2 separate regions of the Mus musculus genome follow, and region 1 is linked to region 2. The links are chromatin contacts, called in public HiChIP or PLAC-seq maps. All regions are on one chromosome and are shown on one strand. Each heading gives the region's core, a stretch centred on a gene start, on an enhancer-like site or on the middle of the called end of the contact. The rest is flanking DNA. Distances are from core to core; before and after follow the strand shown. Region 1 holds the start of Vwde (von Willebrand factor D and EGF domains). Region 2 overlaps Thsd7a (thrombospondin, type I, domain containing 7A).

Region 1 (3,624 bases), core at 563-3,062, 890 kb after region 2:
AAAGAAATTCCATTGACAGAAAATACAAAATGCACTCTTTAGAGTTGAAATACTTTTCAGCCTTAAAAAAGTAAAGCTCTGAGCCATACGGTATCAGGGCACATCTTTAAAACATTATATTATGTGAAAGATAATTCCTTTAATATGATCCTGTTTATTAAAATACAAATACACAGGCAAGACAAATACCTAAAACAAAAAGCAGAATAGTAATTACCTGTAAGAGCTGTACATATTTGTGGATGTACTAAAATCATAGCACAGTGTAGGTGAGTGATCTGTATGGCCTACACAACATCCTAATAGAGTTGTTAATGTGGTTTACAGTAAACTTAGAAACATCTTTCTTAATATTAGAATACTCCAATAAATATGCTTAGAAGCATCTTCTGCAAACACAATGGCTGCATAATTAGTACTTATTGTTTATGAGTTCCAGAAATTCTTAATGGATTTTCTTCTATAGGGTTAGGAAGGGCAGGGGGTGAGGGAAAAGTTGATTTTTTAAATAGGCTTGAGAATATCTACAAGGGGTAAGTGATAATGTTCTCCAACACAGTGTTTTGACTACAGTTGACTAGAATGTATTCTATATTGTATAAAGAACTAGAAAAGAAAAATTAAAACAGCTTTAAGAAGACAGGTATCGTAATGACTGATCTGTTCTTTAGACTCTAGATACCTGCATCCAGTCACACTCTTCTGCCTATGAATATTTACGACTATCATGTTCGTTTAAGAAAAGCTTTTTCTGAATACCTGGTAAATCTAACAAACTTAAGCCACAGATAAATGCACAGGAAATGCATTTTCAGAAATAAATCGAGTGTTGTTGATATTATTATTATTATTATTATTATTATTATTCACATGGGAAATGCCGACTTTTTTCTCTCTCCTGCTTTTTCAGGCCAAACTTATGTTAATAAAACTGCTCAAGGTTGACAAGACGGCACAAAGACAATTATCTGTTCAACCTTTAGACATGGCTCATGTGGTTTTTCTTCAAGCTGCAGAGAGCTGTGCACATCATTTACTTTCACCAAAAAATCTGACTTACAAGACTAAGTGACCTTTTGTTTAATATTCCTATCAATAAGAGCACAAAGACGCTCAGAAAGGTTAAGGGACTTGGCTCTTTTTTATGTCATTAACGTCACTCGGCTGAATACTTCTCTGTCAAGCTTTGATGAAGTAGGTAGGAGTTTCTTTCTCATCAAGCTCTCTTTCGCGGCAGGAAACGGTACTAAATGATGGGAACGCTATTATACACAATACTAGCTCAGTAGTGCACTTGGAAATGAAGCTTTCACCAATTGTTTCCAGAGGTGGTCTGGAGTAGTGATCATTAGTTTCTAACTAGTTCCGATCCTCTTTCCGGTATGGTATCCGGGCAGATTCCGCAATGGTTCTTGCATTAAATTAAAGGAGTTTAAAGATCAGGAGATCTGCATGGAACAAAAGAAACCAAAACAAGACCAAGGGATTCCAAAAGGAAGTTCTCGGGCAGCCTGAGCTTAAATTCCAGGAGCAGCTGGCTGAGAAAGGCACCTAGATGTCTGGGGGACGCCAGTGATTCAGCCGCTCGTCCTAACTCAGCTTCAGGCAGTGCGCCTCTATGCGCCCTCTCCAGCCACTTACCTTGCTGGCATTTTCCCTGGACCAGGAGCATCAGCGCAGTCACCAGCCGTGCCCAGGCTCCGCCCCTCATTGCTAGGGTTGTGCACGGGTCACTGCCCGTATCACAGATCGGGAAAACCTGACCCCAGTCCTCTACTCCCTGGACTTTCTCAGAGTTTGTTGCAGGTCAGCCTTCATAGGAGCTACGAGTCCAAATGAGTGCTTCTAAGGGAGACTTCTGGTCCCTAGAGCCAGCCCTAGACTCCTCCCAACCCGGCTACCCACCTCTCTGAAAGCCACGCCCAAGCTGTCCACAGGGACCCAGATCACCCAGCAGGTATTGGATATCCTATCACCTATCACCAAGGATGTCATCTGCATTAACATAGCCTTCTAGGAGCTCTGGGATTTAGCTCTTACTCCTAACAAATAGTGAAAAACTGCTCAAGTGCAAGCTCTCCAAAAAAAATCTAGACTGTTTTTGGTGGGGTTTGGAAAGGATTTTGTTGTTGTTGTTGTTCGTTGACTGTAGGGTGCCTCATCTTAGATCAGATTGACTTTGAACTTACAATTCTCATCCTTTGACCCCTTAAATACTGGGATTACAGGAAGAAGACATCACCATCTGGTTATAACACACATCTTTTCTTGTGGAGACCAGAGGCTAACCGAAGGTATCATTTGTCAAGCACTGGTGACTTAAGATAGAGTCTCTTGTTAGCCTCCCGAATAGTCTAGGATGGTTGGCCAATGAAGTCCAGGGATCTCAGCCAGTGGTATGATTACAAGAAGGCTTTCTTGAGTGAGCTCTGGGAATTGAAATCAAATTGTTACTACTGCACGGCAAGCACTTTACGAACTGAACCATCATTTCCTTTGACAGGGTAGATGCAGCCTTAAACTTGCAGCTGCCTCTATGCTTTGCTTTGCTTTGCTTCTTCAGGTGAGCCTGCTTCCCAGAAGCTGCCCTTGTTGTCTCCTTTGATGCCGTTGTCTACATTTCTGCCCCCACAACTCAGAAAGGAAAGAGTGACTGGTATCAGTGTGGTGCCAGCTCTTTGTGCGTGTAGGTGAGCTGACTAGGCTGTCTAGTGCTGACCCAGGATGCTTCAGCAAAGGAAAAGGCCTTCCTGGTTGCTGGGAAACCTGAGAGTGGTTTGAGTCTTCAGAGGTGTATTTGCCTCTGTAAAGAAAGCAGATCCCTTTGAAACTGTGTATATATATGTTCATATGTGTGTGTGCTTGTGTGTGTGATTTAATGTTTTAAATCTCAATGATTTTTCTCTGGAAGTTTTAGACCCAGAATTCCCTGATCAATCACCTAGGACTTTACCCTGACCAGCCTTGACTCGAGGGGAAAAGAGACATTGGTGAACAAAGTGTTTCCTGGAGGGACCTGCTGGATTCAGATCACAGTTCTCCCTATAGAATTATATAGACAAGGTGGGACTCAGTGCAGAAGATAGAGGATACCACAAGCATTAAGAAATTCTGTTTTAAATTACATACTTATTCCTTGTAATATAAAAGAGAAATTGTCTCTTAGCAGACCATCAGAAAAACAGGTGAGTAACCAATCTACTAGCAGAACTGGCCCCCACTGCCTAGACTCTATCACAAAGACCCATCTACTATTACCTCACTGCCCTGCCCTCAACTCTGGTGGACGTCCCCTGCTTTGGTGCAGGCCACACCAGTCAAAAAAAAAAAAAAAAAAAAAGTGAGTGTGCTACCTGTCAGCGGAACTGTCCCACTCCCTAGATTCAGCATCACTGCTCTTCTATACCTCAATGCCTACCCTGCTGCTAGGCCACTGCCCCCAGCTCTAGAAGACTTCAGAGAGACTCCTTTCTGATTAGGGAATCCTGTAGGCCACCAGATCCAGGCCAAAAAGAATAGAAAGCCAAAGTAGAAATAGAAACCAACAGACAAAAGAACCATCCAACAAAAACAAACTCAAAACCAGCACGTAGAGCTATAATCATCTCAAATCCAAATGTCAGT
Region 2 (3,959 bases), core at 14-2,513:
TCATCTTCAAGCACAAAATTGTTATTTACTGTTGGTTATATTGCTTAAATTATAATATTAAAAAAACCTGATTTTAACTTACTTTAATTTAACATATAAATAGGTTGGTAAACAAGATTTTACAGGGAGACATTTATTGTCTAAACAAAGCAATGTTTTCAGAGCCTCTAGAAGTCCATCCCTATAGACAGAGATGTGAGGAAGTTAAAGTTACATGCACATTGACAACGGCACTAAGTGGGTTCAAGTAGTTTCCACTGGTGGCTTTCTTTCCCTTGAGAGTTAAGAAAATTCTGTTTCACATCTACTGAAGCTCTTGCTTATTTTGGTCTGAAAAATGACCCTGTGCATATCAGAAGCACAGGGAGTGAAAGGACAGGAACGTCATTGCCTTTGTGGTGTGAAAAATCAGACAGAAATCTCTTCCATGCAAGGTGTAGCTTCATGAAAAAGAGAAAGGCCAATGCCACGTATCTCTGCTGCCCAGAACGCCGGAGCTAAGAATCATAGCATTACTTTGCTTTGACGATTAACTATAAACGACATCTCTGAGCCTTAAAGCTATTAGTGACAGACTTCACTGCTTTGCTGGAGCACTGAGCTCTCTTATCCAGACCTGAGACCTAAGTACTTAGATTTTCACAGCTGGGTATCAGATCTTCATATCAAAATCTGCTCTGAAACTGCATGTGATCAATGTTTAGCAACAAAAAGAATAAATGATGCATCTTGGCAGGTATCCAAGCTCTGCACCCAAATCACATCAAATTACAAAAGATGATGAATGGTCTGATTAAGATTTATTGCTTTTATTCACCTTGATTGCTTATTGTTTCCTAAGCATTTTTTTCCAGAATTGGCTAATTAGCATACCTCAGGGCTCCAAGCAGAACAAAGTACAGGAAATTATCTGTGGAAATCGGTAGCGTGGATACTGTCTCTTTTCAAGAGGGCACTAGACAGCCTGTGAAAACAGCTGTTGCCCATGCAAGTGGGTGGAGCAAATGCCACTTGGCTCCATGTGAATTCAAATTATCAGGGAAGAATTCCTTCAAAGATTTAACTCAACACTCACCCACCTCTTCACAGTACTTTAGGTCAACGGACTTGCCATCACTTCGAACACAGTCCAACATCCTTGTTTTAATGCCATTCCCACAAACTGCCTTCTCGCTCAGCTGACACGTACTCCAGTCTGAATGAAAAAGACCCATCAGAACAGAAGGCGGTGCATGTAACAGACGTCAGATGAAACTCTGATGACCTGAATCCCATGCCTAATTCACAACTGCTTCCTAAGCCCCTCAATCAATCATCCCACATGCAGAGCATATGGGTCCCAGATTTGAACATATTAGGAGTCAAATGAAATTGCTGAGGTTGCACATAGCGGTGGGGATTATTTTTTGAGGCAGATGTCTACTCGACAGTCTTGACAGCTAGCTATTTAGTGATATTGTAAAAATGACTTGGTCGCACAGATCAATACCATGTCAAAACTTTTAAAAGAAGAATAGAAATAAAAATGTACAATTATGCATCTTTTAGCAAAATAATTTTAATGGATGGTGCTCTATGTAGTTATATTAATACTATGTACTTCATTCATTTGCAGGAAGTAAAAGTCTTTAAAAGTACAAACTCATTTTGTAAATAAATTCAGCATATTTATTAAATTCTCTTATTTTGTATCTTTTCCTAAAACCATTTTTTCATCTTTCTCCAGGATAGTACAATGTACCCTAGAGAACTTTGATTTCCTTTGTGGCATCAAAGCAAATTGTAGAGAAAACTAAGAGACATAAGCCAGTGCAACTGCTATGTGTCTTTCTTCAATTTCTTGAGCTTTTTTTCAACATAAACATTACTAGGAAAAAAATCCAAGTTAGCTTCAACATTGTACCAAACCATATGAACCAATAAAATATTGTTGATGTGTATATTTTGATGATATTAACTGAAATTTAAGAAATAAATGCAATTTATCACAAGTCTACTTTTCTGATAATTATTTTTAAGACTATGGACATTTTATATCATGTCAATGTTCACAAATGTTCCAGTGTCTCAAGAATTATTTATGTATATGTAACAATCAAATATCTGATAAAAAAGAAAATATTTTCCATAATCTCAAAATAGGAGATTTTAAAAAAGATCATTTTGAGTATTTATCACATACTTCATAAATATAGTCTTTGCACACTTTTATTCTTTTTATTTTGATGATTTCTAAAAAAAAGTAAAACAGATGACTACTTCTGTCATGTGACACTGATTATGTCTCAGAGTTTAAACTGTGTCTAAATGGCACACAGGTAGAGCTGGCCTGGGATTTGAGAATGTCTGGAGTCGATTCCTACTGGAAGAAGCATCAGAATGTATAAGGACACGATGAGGTGCTTTACCTGTGACATTATAGTCATAGTGGTAACAATTTTTGTTCAGGCTACAGGGCTCTTTCTCCACAGCATCAGGGCAGGCTCTTCCTTCATCAGCAGGCTGTCTGATGGGATCGGCTGACCTTTGCCTCGAACCACTTGGATTGCAAGGCTTACAGAGAACAATACCAGTTTTTAAGAAAGGTAAACTTACATATTATTGTGTATATTCTGATTCATCATCACCTCACACACATGTCTCAAGTAGCTATCCCACATGGTTTTCAGTAGTGAAACTCCATCCTTCTAGAGAAATTTTGCTCCCTTAAGATTTCTTTGGCTTAATGTTACTCCCCTATGCAGTATCCTTCATCAAAACACCATTACTTACAAAAAAATTAGCAATTTTCTTAGACAGTCATGTCAATTATTCACAACTTAGTCACACAGGTCTTTCTCAAAAAACTCTGAGGTATAATAATCCTGACTGATGTAAAATGTGTGTGTGTGTGTGTGTATATATATATATATATATATATATATATATATATATAAAATTCTGAATTCATAAAAGTACATATAATAGTACATTAATGAATTAACTAAAATTCAAATATTTTATACATGATATAATAAGTATATTAAGGGCTGAATCAAAGAGTAGTTGTTTCTTTCATTACTTAGGATGTTTTGGTCTCTTAAATCATTTATTTCTTTTATTAGATATTTTATTTAATTACATTCCAAATGTTATCCCCTTTCCTATTTTCCTGTCCAAAAATCCCCTATCCTCTTCCCTTTCACCCTGCTCCCCAACCCACCCACTCCCACTTCTTGGCATTGGCATTCCCCTATACTGGGGGATGAAAGCAAGAAAACCTAGAAGTAGTAACACATTTATTTCCAATAAAATAATGGAAATTGGTAATTATTTTAATTCTAATTTGTGTATTTGCCTATAATAAGTGTAAGTATAATACATAAACTATAATGTGTACACCTTTAAGAGTCTCATATTTAGAATTTGTGTCCATTGTCTTCTCATAAACATAATATAAATTACTACTTGTTACATTTTTTTATTTAAAGAAAGGTAAACTTAACTATACAGAAGCTAGGATGCTTCTGGAGCTGGATTTAGAGTAGTAGTTCATTGAACTAATTTAAATAAAGAATTAACCTCACTATGAATCAAAGTTCAGAGTTTCCATATGTAAAATGTAGGCATTGTCAGAGTCTGATGTCCCATCCTAGCTAGAAGATGTTTAAGTCATTATCTCACACCTATGGAAACACATTCGTATGGGCTACTTTTAGTAACACAGAATGCTAATTTCATATGCTGTAATGATTCACATATATGTAAATGTATATATGTGTATGAATGCCTGTGTATATATATAAATTGACTTAAACCATTTAAATAAATATCAAGGTATTTGATGTTCTTAATGCATATCCTCATATAAACAATTTAGAACCTACACAGTGGCTGGCTATTATCTTATTGGTGCATCTTTCTATAAACATTTAGATTGTAAGAATAGAAAGAGACAAACAATTTTGGATTTCTTAGGT

What was found. HiChIP or PLAC-seq counts read pairs in DNA pulled down with a chosen protein or histone mark.
Region 1: an H3K4me3 HiChIP or PLAC-seq map of embryonic basal ganglia shows a contact between it and region 2, with 6 times the contacts expected there. The contact joins the promoter of Vwde here to the enhancer-like site in region 2. A contact is called at or near these places in 9 of 39 promoter capture datasets (the C10 cell line, cranial neural crest, embryonic stem cells and 6 more), 1 of 115 datasets of contacts at active chromatin or transcription factors (embryonic basal ganglia) and 2 of 9 other capture datasets (embryonic stem cells and liver).

Annotation. Positions count from the first base shown.
Region 1 is chr6:13,223,153-13,226,776 of GRCm38.p6, forward strand. It overlaps Vwde (von Willebrand factor D and EGF domains), which reads right to left and starts at 1,813. Exons shown (of 30, transcript NM_001368871.1): 1 at 1,642-1,813. The coding sequence starts at 1,711.
Region 2 is chr6:12,336,173-12,340,131 of GRCm38.p6, forward strand. It overlaps Thsd7a (thrombospondin, type I, domain containing 7A), which reads right to left. Exons shown (of 28, transcript NM_001164805.1): 18 at 2,409-2,553; 19 at 1,080-1,195. Among named protein-coding and RNA genes, the nearest start is that of Gm38583, 99 kb to the right of the region's middle. Within about 2 kb of position 1,264, at least 7 of the 459 cell types and tissues checked have an H3K27ac peak or open chromatin away from gene starts, as enhancers often do. A contact at or near this core is called in embryonic basal ganglia and second pharyngeal arch cranial neural crest, where this site is marked.